3 separate regions of the Mus musculus genome follow, and regions 2 and 3 are each linked to region 1. The links are chromatin contacts, called in public HiChIP or PLAC-seq maps. All regions are on one chromosome and are shown on one strand. Each heading gives the region's core, a stretch centred on a gene start, on an enhancer-like site or on the middle of the called end of the contact. The rest is flanking DNA. Distances are from core to core; before and after follow the strand shown.

Region 1 (3,721 bases), core at 1,122-3,621:
GAGAGAATGATGCCTAGCTCTCAATGGAATTGCCTCTCTATGATTACCTTCTCACATCCTTTAACAATGTGTCACAAATAAAGTTTGTCATTGAAAGCTCAGGGGCTGCCTAGTATACAGGACTGTTTTCTATGTCTTCTCAACAGCACAGACACTACCTCCCTAAGCCAGGTACTAGCTCAGACCAAGTTCATTGGCAGCAAGGACAAGACTGCCAGGTCTTGTCCCAACTCTGTAGTTCAAAGCAGGTCTCTCCAGCTCTGGGATTCTCTATCCTTACCTGTTCACAGTGACTGCTCAAAGAGCCTGCTATGGGCTGTGGAGATGGCTCAGTGGATAGGGAATCTGACATACAGCTTTAAGGACCAGGGAATTCATAGAATATTTGAAAAAGCCAGTCAGGCATGGTGGCCATGTGTGTTCCCAGCACATGGGAAGCAGAGTCTGGGGATCTCTGGGGCAAGCTGGTCAGCCAGACTATTTGACCTGAAAATTCTGCGTTCAGCTGACAGAGCCTGACTCAGGAAGTAAAGTGGAGAATCATCAAGGAAAACTCTCAGTGGCAACCCCAAGCTTCCACAGACACACGCACACAGTCATATGTGTGTACCATTCAAACATGCGTGCACAGGATGAACACACACATACACACCACATATCATAATAAGGATTTTAAGCCTACTGTGAAGTGCTGCACAGATTAGACAGGGTAGAATTACAGTAGCCTGAGGTAACTGTGCATGTCCTCAATTGTTTTCATCAGACATAGAGGACAACAGCAAGGCACTCTGTCCTGAGGATCAAAGACCAGGGCAAGAGGAGGTTTTGAAGAATAGGGACCTCTCCATGACCCTTCCACTTTCCAAACAAAAGGGTCCTGCACACAAGGTTAACAGTTTGTTGGTTTGCCCCTCTCCCTTACCCCTTCCCTCTACTCCTTTCTCTCTCCATTATCCTATTCCCTCATTTTCTTCCTCCCTCCCTTCCTTCTCCCCTTCTTTCTCTTCTCTTCCTCTCTCCTCTACCTTCCTCCCTACTTCCTTACATCCCCTCTTCTTTCATCCCATCTCTCTATGGTCCTAGGCTACTCCCTCCCACACCACCTGCTTTCTCTCTGTCATCTTTGGGTCTTTGAACCTTCTGTGCCCCTCTCTGGCCCACTATGGCCACACCTACTTATCTTTGAGGTATCAATTCAGCTACCTCTTCCTCTAGGCTGAGAGAGTGCTCCCTGTTGGCTTCTCATGGCTCCCAATATCCATGAATGCTTGTTTCCCATTTTCTGGGAGGGCAGAGACCACTTCTTAACACCTATCATACATTGGAGTAGGTGGCTCAGGAAATAGGTATGGCTTGAAAAGATAAGTAGCAAGTTCTCAGGGACATGGAGCTAAAACACAAGGCCTCATATCTCCATCTATGAGTCCAGGTTCCTTCTTCTTTTAGTCATATACCTACTCCTTTGACAAACATCAACTGAGAACCTCCAGCAGCCTAGACCCTCTGCCAAGTTCAGGGCATTCAGTAGGACATTTCACTTCTACAGGACAGGAGCTAACACACAATGATGCAGGACCAGAGACCAGCAGCATGACCATGTGTGAGCTCATGGGCACCTTACAATGATGGGGATGGAGCTGTAGGACCAGAGACCAGTGTAAGTAAGCATAAGCTAATGGGCACCTTGAGTCAACCAAAGGAGGGAAGGCCTCTCTGGGGACGAAGCAGGAGGGAATTGACAAACAGTAGAAGAGCTGATTCTGTGAAGTGTCTCTGATAACTGGTACTCTAGGAAAGTGATAGCTGCTATCAGAGTCTGTAAACTGGTGAGACTGGAGCAGGGGAAAGATTCACTGTGATGTAACACATGGGCCAATAGGAGCATGATTTGGACGAGACCATAGAAGAGAGGCCAGTTCCTGTAGAGTCTGATGATCGTATATAGAGAGGTTCCGTTTGGGTCAAGCCGGATGGAAGTCCATTTTGTATTGTCAAGCTGACAGAATCTGGAATCTCCTTGGAGGAAAGCCTTAGGGCACACCCATGAAGGAATATCTTGATTAAGGTTAGCCTCTGAGAATGTCTGCGAGGGATTTTCTTGCTTGTGTAAATTGGTGTTGGAGATTCATCTTAATTGGGGATAGAATCATTCCCCTAGGTAGGGGATCTTAGACTGTATGTGATGAAGAACGCCAACCATGCATTACCAACCATGCATTAATAAACATGCGTGCCTTTCCCTCTGCTTCTCCACTGCCGGCACAGTATGGTCAGCTCCCTCAAGCTCTTGCTTCATTGACTTCCTCAGCATGATGGGACATCACCTGGAACTGAGAGCCAAAATAAACTCTCCCTTATGTTGTTTTGGCCAATATACTGTGTCATAGCAACAGGAAAAGAAAATAAGACAGGGTAATAGACTGGGAGGGACATGGTATGACTCATGGTTTTTTTTTTTTTTTTTTTTTTTTTAAACATTAGCCTATATACGATGTCGACTGTAATGGAGGGGCAAGCAGAAGCAGAGAGATCAGATAGGAAACTAGTCCGCCTGTCCAAGCAGAAGGTGATGTTGGCTTAGGCTGGGATAGGTGCTACAATGATATGGAAGACAGGATGGACCATGTAGGAAGGAATGATTGCTTGGATTTGTTAATGTTTCAGAGCATGGAACGGGTGGAAAATACTCCTGAGTTAGACATGGGGAGGTGCGGTGAAGAAGAGAAGTTGAAAAAACTGAAGGCCTGGAATGTCCTTTATCATGACATGGTGTCTTAGTCAGGGTTTCTATTCCTGCACAAACATCACTACCAAGAAGCAAGTTGGGGAGGAAAGGGTTTATTCGGCTTACACTTCCATACTGCTGTTCATCACCAAGGAAGTCAGGACTGGAACTCAAGCAGGGCAGGAAGCAGGAGCTGATGCAGAGGCCATGGAGGGATGTTCCTTACTGGCTTGCTTCCCCTGGCTTGATCAGCCTGCTCTCTTATTGAACTAAGACTACCAGCCCAGAGATGGTCCCACCCACAAGGGGCCTTTCCCCCTTGATCACTAATTGAGAAAATGCCTTACAGTTGTATCTCATGGAGGCATTTCCTCAACTGAAGCTCCTTTTTCTGTGATAACTCCAGCTGTGTCAAGTTGGCACAAAACTAGCCAGTACACATGGGAATAAGTACAGAATAGAAATTCCAAGACTGGTCATGATTTGTGCTCATTTCTAGATGCCCATCAGATCTGTAAAGGAAACACCTCGTCGTGGTTGGTCACAGAAGACTGAGATTCTGTGGGATTCTATAGCAGAACATACAGATTTGAGGAGCATTTGTTTTAGATAATATTAACATTATAGATCTAAGTCAGTTCACCTGGGGAGAGAATGTATAGAAAGAATGGTCTGCACTAAATGGTTATGTTTCCCCTTCCACTCTCTGCCTTCAAATTCGTGTGCTGAAGCCCTGTCCCTCTGTGTGAGGGTTTCAAGAGGCTGACTGTATTGCAATCTCAAGAGTGGAGCCTTAGGAATAGGATGAACACACTCCTGGAGGATAGGTGAGCCTGGTTCCTCTCCATCCAGGCTGTGTGAAGATGTAAGAACTCTGACAGCTGTAAGCAAAGACTTTACCCTCATCACACACAAAATATGCTAGGGTTCTGGCCATGGACTAAGCCATCATTTAAGACTTTCAACCTATAGTAATTTGTTACTGCACCCTACACA
Region 2 (4,322 bases), core at 643-3,142, 520 kb after region 1:
GTGGCGGGGACACATACACACACTGGGCAATGTATTGATTTCAGATGCTGGGCTGGGGAGAGAATTCATTCAGTTAACTACTCCGTGCCTGTAGAAGACCGGACCAGGCATCCCCAGGAGCCAGGCTAGGAGGCGCCTCTGTAACATCAAACCTGGAGGCAGAGGCAGGCGGATCCTGGGGCACTCTGGTCAGCCAGTCTAGCCACCAGTGGGCCTAGCCAGGCAGTCTACCCAGCCAGTGAGCCTGGTTCAGGGACGAAAAATTCCATAATGAGAAAAGTCCTTATTTAAAAAAAAAAAAAAAAGTACTCTGAGTCATGAAATAATGAGAAAACCCATAAAACAGTAAAATTGAATAAGTTTTTTACAATGAGAAAAAAAAATTAGGCAACAGCTTCTGTTGGAAAGTCAAACAAAACTATCCAGAACTCTGTTACTCGATGACCAAGAGCAGCTCCACACTGTCAGGACCAAAGGACCTTTGTAAAACAATTATTCCCCAGAGCTTCACTGTTAGGGAGAGCAGGGCTGGGAATACTGGTGCACCACTCTTAAGTTCCTGTTTAGCCAGTGTCCAAATTCATTTGAGTCAAGCCTGATTGGCTTCCAATTCAATACCTCAAGGTGCAAATCACTAGAGTGAGTCTTTGCCCTGAGTTACACAGCCAGCATGACAATAGAACTTGAGCAAAATAAGCCATAATTAATTAGCAGAAGCCTGAAGAGAATGTAGCCAGTGGACCTTCACATTTATTGACTGGATTAAAAACCGTTTAAATCTATTAACCAAGAAGACTTTGGACCTCAGATAATGATGTACTGTTTTAATCATAAGGTACATTTATAGGGTAAGCAGCTTTCCTTAGCAGGCTATTTGGATAATACTGTCAGGTAGTTCTATGTGACCAAACGATTTTTAAAATATTGATCCTCAATAAGTTTCCATGAAGGTTTTTCTCTAACGTGGAGGCTATCATGAAAATCATCCAAATAAGTTTTTACAAAATTAACATAAATATTGAAGTGAACTAGCCTGAACTCTGATGTTTACTGTTTGACATTTTGACCACAATTTCCCAGTGTATGCATCCCTTATGAACACATGTGAGTTCCAGCTTCATAAAGGCTAACACTGAAAACACTAACCATAAGTCTACAGAGATGTCTTAGAAACCCATTAGTGCTAATATTTCTATATTAAAACAACTGGAGTTCCACATTTACTTGAGGCATTTTAGATTTATTAACATTATTTTAAGGTTTATATGTTTAGGAAAACATTTCAGGTTGTAGGATCGACCTGGAGGAGATTTAGTCTCTGTCTGCCTTAATATTTTTAAGCTCTTACCATTTAAGCCTTCAGTGACCTTAGCTCAAGTTTGTCAAACTTTTGCATATCAGTTGTTCATTTTTTAAAGCAATAGCCAAGGTGTGAACTCTGCCACTGTGGACCTGCCTAAGTAAAAGATTTGAAAAAATAGAATTCATTTCTGAAATGAATAGCAGGTACTGGGCAGGCTGAAGTCAGAGGACAGCTAAGCTCAGCTCTGCTCTTAAGAAGGAGGAAGTGTGCTGGAGTTAATGACTTGATACTCAACTGCGCGTGCCGACTAAAATGCTCACATTTAAGTGTTCTTTGGGGAAGGCTTTGGTTGGTGTGACTGTGGTTCGAGGAGCCGACACCCACACTTTCCTGCTCTTCCCACTCTGTTTTATAAACAGGTTTAATTTTAATGTGTTTGTGTGCACATGAAGATGTATAAAGTGTGTGCAAAGGCCAAAACGGTCATCAGATGCCCTTTGGCCATCAGATGGACCTGGAGTTACAGGTGACTCTGAGCTTCCTGCCATGAGTAATAGGCATGGGATTCAGTTATTTGTTGTTTTAAAGGTAGCAAGCATCCTTCACGACTGAGTCATCTCTCCAGCCCCGGTTCTTCACATTCTCAATAGTTTCTCATCCAGGCATTCCCATGGATATGGCCCAGATCCCACAAATGGGGCTTTGTACTTTTATGTTTTGTTTTGTTTGTAATGTTATAAAAAGGCAACTCTTTTAACAGTATTTGAACAGTACTAGGCCACTGAGTGATATGAGTTGTGATCATTTGTGCTCTCTCAAAATTGAAACCCAATTTCAGATGTGTCCATTCAGTTTTCCAAAGTCCTTCACAAAGTCACTGCTAAGAGAGAAAAAGGCACCATTTTTATTGACTAAGTGACAGCCAATGGCACACCCCATGCTTTTACTTAAAACACTTGACACACCATATCCTTGTTTTGTGATAGAAGAAGAGGTGAATTCTTTAAGACCTAATTTCTTGGCTAAAGAATGGAGTAATTAATGATTGCATTTAAGAGAACTGCCTGATAACTATAAAATTCCCACATACAAATTAATGCTTACATTAAAAACAGAGTAAATGAATGCCAGGTCAGGATGTTAGCCTAGACCTTCTGAATATTATCTCAATGGCTTAGGCAGAGCAGACTCGCTGACTAGTCTTTACTAACATTCAATATTTACTGTCATCAGGCATTGTTGACTCTGGCTACTCTTTGGTTAGTATTTTCCTTTTTAAAGCATCCTGGGCTATTCTATCTCTGTACCTTTGTTTAAGTGGTTTCTCTCCACCTTGTCCTTGAGTTCATAAATCTAAATATTACTTAGTGTCCCAAACCTAGGCTCACCTTCATGCTGTCTCTTTCTCCACTGAAGGTTTTCCAAACCTTGACCCTGGAGATGAGTGGTTCCCTTCAATCTCATTCTCCCAAAATGGCTACACCAGTCAGGGTCTGCTAAGTACTACACATACCAGCCTGGTGTATACTGAGTTTCACCCACTTTATTAGATCATATATATGGAACATTTCCCTTCTGTACAGCATAAGTTTAGAAGCTGGAGATATAAGAGAGAACAAAACAGATCTGTTCTCATGGACATTATTTTCTTTTTGTTTTATTAGATATTTTCTTTATTTCCATTTCAAATATTATCCCCTTTCCTGGTTTCCCCTTTGAAAACCCCTATCCCTTCTCCCCAACCCTGCTCACCAACCCACCCACTCCCGCTTCCTGGCCCTGGAATTCCTCTACACTAGCGCATAGAGGCTTCACAGGACCAAGGACCTCTCCTCCCATTGATGCCTGACAAGGCTATCCTCTGCTACATATGCAGCTGGAGCCATGAGCCCCACCATCTGTACTCTTTGGTTGGTGGTTTAGTCCCTGGGAGCTCTGGGGGGTAGTGGGTGGTTCACATTGTTGTTCCTCCTATGGGGCTGCAAACCACTTGAGTTCCTTGGGTCCTTTCTCTAGTTCTGCCAATGGGGACCCTATGCTCAGTCCAATGGGTGGCTGAGAGCATTCACCTCTGTATTTGTCAGGCACTGGTAGAGCCCCTCAGGAGATAGGTCTATCAGGCTTCTGTCAGCGAGCACTTGTTGGCATCCATAATAGTGTCTGGGTTCAGTGACTATATATAGGATGGATCCCCAGGTGGGGCAGTCACTGGATGGTCATTCCTTCAGTCTCTGCTCCACACTTTGTCTCTGTAACTCCTCCCATGGGTATTTTGTTCCCACTTCTTTGGTCTTCCTTATTCCTGAGCTTCATGTGGTCTGTGCATTGTATCTTGGGTATTCTGAGCTTCTGGGCTAATATCTACTTACCAGTGAGTGAATACCATGTGTGTTCTTTTGTGATTGGGTTACCTCAGTCAGGATGATATTTTCTAATTCCAAACATTTGCATAAGAATTTCAAAAATTCATTGTTTTTAATTGCTGAGTAGTACTCCATTGTGTAAATATACCACATTTTCTGTATCTAGTCCTCTGATGAGGGACATCTGGGTTCTTTCTAGCTTCTGGCTATTATAAAAAATGATGCTATAAACATAGTAGAGCATGTGTCCTTATGAAATGTTGGAGCAACTTCTGGGTATATGCCCAGGAGTGGTATAGCTGGGTCCTCAGGTAGTTACTATGTCCAATTTTCTGAGGAACCGCCAAACTGATTTCCAGAGTTATTGTATCAGCTTGCAATCCCACCAGCAATTGTGGAGTGCTCCTCTTTCTCCACATCCTCACCAGCATCTGCTGTCACCTGAGTTTTCTATCTTAGCCATTCTGACTGGTGTGAGGTGATTTGCATTTCCCTGATGACTAAGTGTGTTGAACATTTTTTTAGCTGCTTCTCAACCATTCGATATACCTCAGTTGGAAATTCTTTGTTTAGCTCTGTACCCCATATTTTTGTTTGGTTCTCTGGAGTCTAACTTCTTGAGTTCTTTGTATATATTGGATATTAACCCTCTATTC
Region 3 (4,011 bases), core at 1,317-3,816, 690 kb after region 1:
GTTGGTTACCAGGCCATGTTCATCTACCCCTTACCCTCCTGGCCTCTTGGTCTAGCTCTTTCTCTCCCCTCCCCCACCTCTTTACGTGAGCCAGCTCAGGGTCAATTTTTCCTCTAGACTCTCCCAGATGTCTTTGCCTCTGGCTATGCTCTCCCTTCGGTCTACAATAAACCTTCTCCTCCTCCATGTCTAGGAAGCAGTAATGCCCCTCCTTTTGATTCCTTTTTTCATTCCTCTGGTGCTGGAACCCAGGATTGGTATATAGGAATTCCCTTCCAAGGAACTTGGCCTCTCTGAACCAAGCTGCTGACTTGACTATTCTAAGGTACGTATGGATCATTTGTTTCTGCTGACTCCTGCCATCCATCAAATTTCACCCCAAATTCTAGAGTCCACCTTCTCAGCTACTCCTCCCCTCCGCTCGCTCTAACAGTTCCTTGCCCTGTGTGTTTCTCCAGCTCCTTCTACACCCTCCCCAGGCTCCCACCTGGACACTCAGCTCTGGCCTGCTGACAGGCCAGCTCCCCTTTCCCAGGCCTCTTATCTCTCTAACCTAGCTCTAGGGAGCTAGGAACTGCAGCCCCGCAGCAGCTGCTCTCAGCTCCTTCCTTCCTTCCTTCCTTCCTTCCTTCCTTCCTTCCTTCCTTCCTTCCTCCCCCCCCCCTCTCTTTTTCATTCAGGTCCCAGGGGATTGAGCTCATGGAGTAAGCTCCTTTACCCACTGAGCTATGTCAGCAACCCCTAGTCAATGTCTTAAATCTAAAGTTGTGGTATGGTCATGTTATAATATACATGTACATACTCATACAAGTACATGTGTGTGAATGTCTATGTGTGCGTGTATGTGTGTGTACTCCTAAGTATGTGAAGAGAGAACTATAACTCATAACCAGAGAGCTTGCCACACTTGAACTTCACAGATGTCAGAACTGGGTGTTGTGCCTTTACAGGCATTCCTAAATTACAGTAATTTATTGTGTTGGAATAATGTGTAGGTGTGCATACCATGGCACATGCATGGGTGGCTGAGGACACTTCTGTGACACTTGCTTCTCCCCTTCCATCTTCCCACAGCTTCTGGGAATTGAGCTCAGGTCTCCAGCCCGCAGAGCAAGCATCTTAATCCACTGAGCACTTCACTAGCAAAAAAGCAGATGTCTTCCCAGCTGTGAGTTATGCAGAATCAGAGTTGGTGGCTAACTCTGAGTTAAGCTGCTGCTTTTTATGAATTACGTTTCATTAACACACTTCTGATCATTTATTTACAGGTCGCTGGTGCTTTCACTCTCTAACAGCATTAAGTGGAGGCCAGCTCCAGGTGCATGTGGCCCAGAAAACCTTCACAATTTACTGCCTGCCTCTTACAGGGGGTCCGGTGCTTCAGGGGAATCAAAACATGGTGGAAGGAAACAATAGAAGCAGAGGGGGAGGAGCCTAGATGACTGAGGATGGTTTCAGGAAGATGCATTGTTGAAAGGGGATGTGGAAGGTGGAGTGGTCAGGACACAAGTGTCAGTCAGTTGAGAGGAAGGCTGAAGGCTGGTGGCTTATAAATGGAACAGGTGAGGGAAGTTGTGGACAGAGTAGGAGGGCTCAACTGGCCAGAGACAAGGATGCTCTTTTCTCTGAAGAGGAAACTGGATGAAAATGGGTTGTGCTTGCCGCTTGCGGAGGCGGAGGGAAGGAAATGCAGGGAAGGCATGCTTGGTCAGGAGGAAACTGGGCATCTTGCTGAAAGCCAGAGGAATGTGCCCGGTTCAGCTTCCACCAGTACTGACCAGTGAATATTAGCTGAAACTCAGACCTGCAGAAAGCAGCCACTTCAGACGCTGGATGCCTCCAGGAAGCTGGCCTCCTAGCAAAGTCTCTCTAAATAGTAAGTAGTTTCATAGAACATACAAAAACTGCTCCTTATAAACAATTCACCTAGTTAAAGAGTTGGAACTCTATCCTTAGTTTACATCTGCATAGGAAGGGGAGTAGTTAGCAACCCACAATCTAGGCCACCACCTTATACTACTGGTTTTATTGTGTTTCGAGGGAAATTTGCTAGAAAAAGACATTTGCAGACTGAAGGTTCACTTCCCCAGTTCTTTCCCTTCATATGTTACCCCCACCAGGGTTTGAATTGCAGTATGTGCTCAGTCAAGGCTGACAAACTGAAGGTCATTACCTCAATCCCCACAGACTGGTTGTCCAAGTCAATGAGAGGTAAAACTGGCTGAGGTCTGTTGATCAGCCACAGGAAGATGGCCGTTCCAAACGTCAGGAGGCAGATCAGGGCCGGAGTTGGAAGTGGGGAAAACAAGAAGTTAAAAATAAAAAGCATCTTTGTGAATACCAACAGGAAATTCAGACCTTAAAAAAAAAAGAAAAAACAAAGAAAAAGTTAGAGGAAGTGGGTGCATTTTTATGTTTTACTCTGTTTACAGAGGGACACACATGTTCTCTCTCTCTCTCTCTCTCTCTCTCTCTCTCTCTTTCTCTCTCCCTCCCTCCCTCTCTCATATGCTCTCTGAACAGAGCTGGGCCTCTCTAGAATTTCTTGCACTGTTTACCTTGGCAATGTTGGAAATAATGGAAGCAGTCTCCACCCCAGCTACTTGACCGTCCTCACACAAGGCAGAAGGAATCAAAGAAGACAAGTTAATCATTTCCCAATTTCGAGAACCAACTGCTTCTTTATTTATGGCCCACAGAACCCAGAAGGCCACCTTGCCACCTAGCATAGTAGGGGAGGGTGTGCAGACAGCCTCCCCTGCTCAGGCAGAGTCCAGCTCTTCCACCTGGGCTCCCCTGACATAAACTAAACAGTAGGGACCTCTACAGAGGTGACGTCACAGCTTTCACAAACCAATCATCCTGCAGGAAAGATGCTCCTGTATCCCACATCACCATCTCAGAAGCCCTGGGGAACCATTTCTCTTGAGATCAACATTGGACGTACAGAGAAAGGCAGTCAAGAATGTACCCAACACGATGAACAGATAGGATTTGGGCTCTTGAAGGAACTGGAGCACACAAGCTTCCGCTCATATAGCTCTTTATAGCATTTCAGCCACCCCATAAGTGAGCCAGCCTTTCTGTGTGTCCTTTCATAAGTTTCAGACTTGGATAGGTTAGTAGCAGCCGATAAGTACTGATTATGCCCAGCACTGAGCAGAGGTAGATACCAGCATCATGAAGTACTGTTTCACAGAAAAGAACATAAGCCTCACGGGGGTGGGAGGCAGAGACTTTTCCAAGTCCACACCCTGGTTTTCCAGCCTTCTCCAGGAAGAGCTATCATACACCTAGTTGTTTTCTTATTGTTCCTAGGCTCAGGACTCAGGAACTGAATATCTGGGGCCTTACAGATCACAGCAAATGAAGTCCCAGATCTGCATTCTTCAAACTTGACTGCAACACACAGCAGAACAGCATCTCAGAGTCCAGGTCAATTGATCCTACTCAAAATCAAAGGGGCAAAACAAGCCCAATAAAAATCTTTGTCAGATCAGGATCTTAGCTATGCTTAGAGTTTTGTGTTAGGCACCTGGAACCTTCTTCCATGAAGGCAATTCTTCATTCCAGTCCAGAATAGCCCTAACACATCAAGGGGGAGGGTTCTTTTTTTTTGGGGGGGGGGACAAGAAAGAATGCCAGGTCCTTGTTCTCATGGTCGGTCCCTTGCTTAACTATAGGGTGGTTACTTTCCATTTTATGGAGGAAAACTAAACTCCAGAGTCTGAGATATCAGCTCTGAAACACCTTCTACACTGAATCCAGGGGTAGAAAATAAAAGAAAACCAGGACCCACCTATTACCCAAGCTGGGGTGTGAAACATTAGGGAGCAATCGTGATTCCCTGGCAGGGTTCTGATAGTTGGGGCTTGGCAATCCAGCTATACCTGGGCTTGTCCAGCCATGAGGGACTCCAGGAGCCAAAGCCAGTAAGAGCAGCCAGGTAGGTCACCGTTTTTAGGGCAGCTATTTCAACCCAGAGTGAAAGGGAGATGGCCCCAGGGAAAC

Evidence for each region. HiChIP or PLAC-seq counts read pairs in DNA pulled down with a chosen protein or histone mark.
Region 2: a contact with region 1 is called in a FOXA1 HiChIP or PLAC-seq map of pancreatic cancer cells. The contact joins two enhancer-like sites. A contact is called at or near these places in 1 of 15 datasets of contacts at CTCF or cohesin (the NIH/3T3 cell line), 1 of 484 Hi-C or Micro-C datasets (bone marrow-derived macrophages) and 1 of 115 datasets of contacts at active chromatin or transcription factors (pancreatic cancer cells).
Region 3: an HNF4G HiChIP or PLAC-seq map of pancreatic cancer cells shows a contact between it and region 1. The contact joins two enhancer-like sites. A contact is called at or near these places in 2 of 115 datasets of contacts at active chromatin or transcription factors (embryonic stem cells and pancreatic cancer cells).

The regions. Positions count from the first base shown.
Region 1 is chr19:55,955,586-55,959,306 of GRCm38.p6, reverse strand. No RefSeq gene overlaps it. Among named protein-coding and RNA genes, the nearest start is that of Gm52391, 19 kb to the right of the region's middle. Within about 2 kb of position 2,371, at least 15 of the 459 cell types and tissues checked have an H3K27ac peak or open chromatin away from gene starts, as enhancers often do. A contact at or near this core is called in pancreatic cancer cells, where this site is marked.
Region 2 is chr19:55,438,146-55,442,467 of GRCm38.p6, reverse strand. The region is part of intron 5 of Vti1a (vesicle transport through interaction with t-SNAREs 1A); the gene reads right to left. Among named protein-coding and RNA genes, the nearest start is that of Vti1a, 120 kb to the right of the region's middle. Within about 2 kb of position 1,892, at least 31 of the 459 cell types and tissues checked have an H3K27ac peak or open chromatin away from gene starts, as enhancers often do. A contact at or near this core is called in pancreatic cancer cells, where this site is marked.
Region 3 is chr19:55,266,991-55,271,001 of GRCm38.p6, reverse strand. It overlaps Acsl5 (acyl-CoA synthetase long-chain family member 5), which reads right to left. Exons shown (of 22, transcript NM_027976.2): 2 at 2,174-2,358. The coding sequence starts at 2,329. It overlaps Gm31595 (a long non-coding RNA gene), which reads left to right. Exons shown (of 4, transcript XR_003952865.1): 3 at 1-1,876; 4 at 3,319-3,609. Among named protein-coding and RNA genes, the nearest start is that of Gm31595, 5.2 kb to the left of the region's middle. Within about 2 kb of position 2,566, at least 35 of the 459 cell types and tissues checked have an H3K27ac peak or open chromatin away from gene starts, as enhancers often do. A contact at or near this core is called in pancreatic cancer cells, where this site is marked.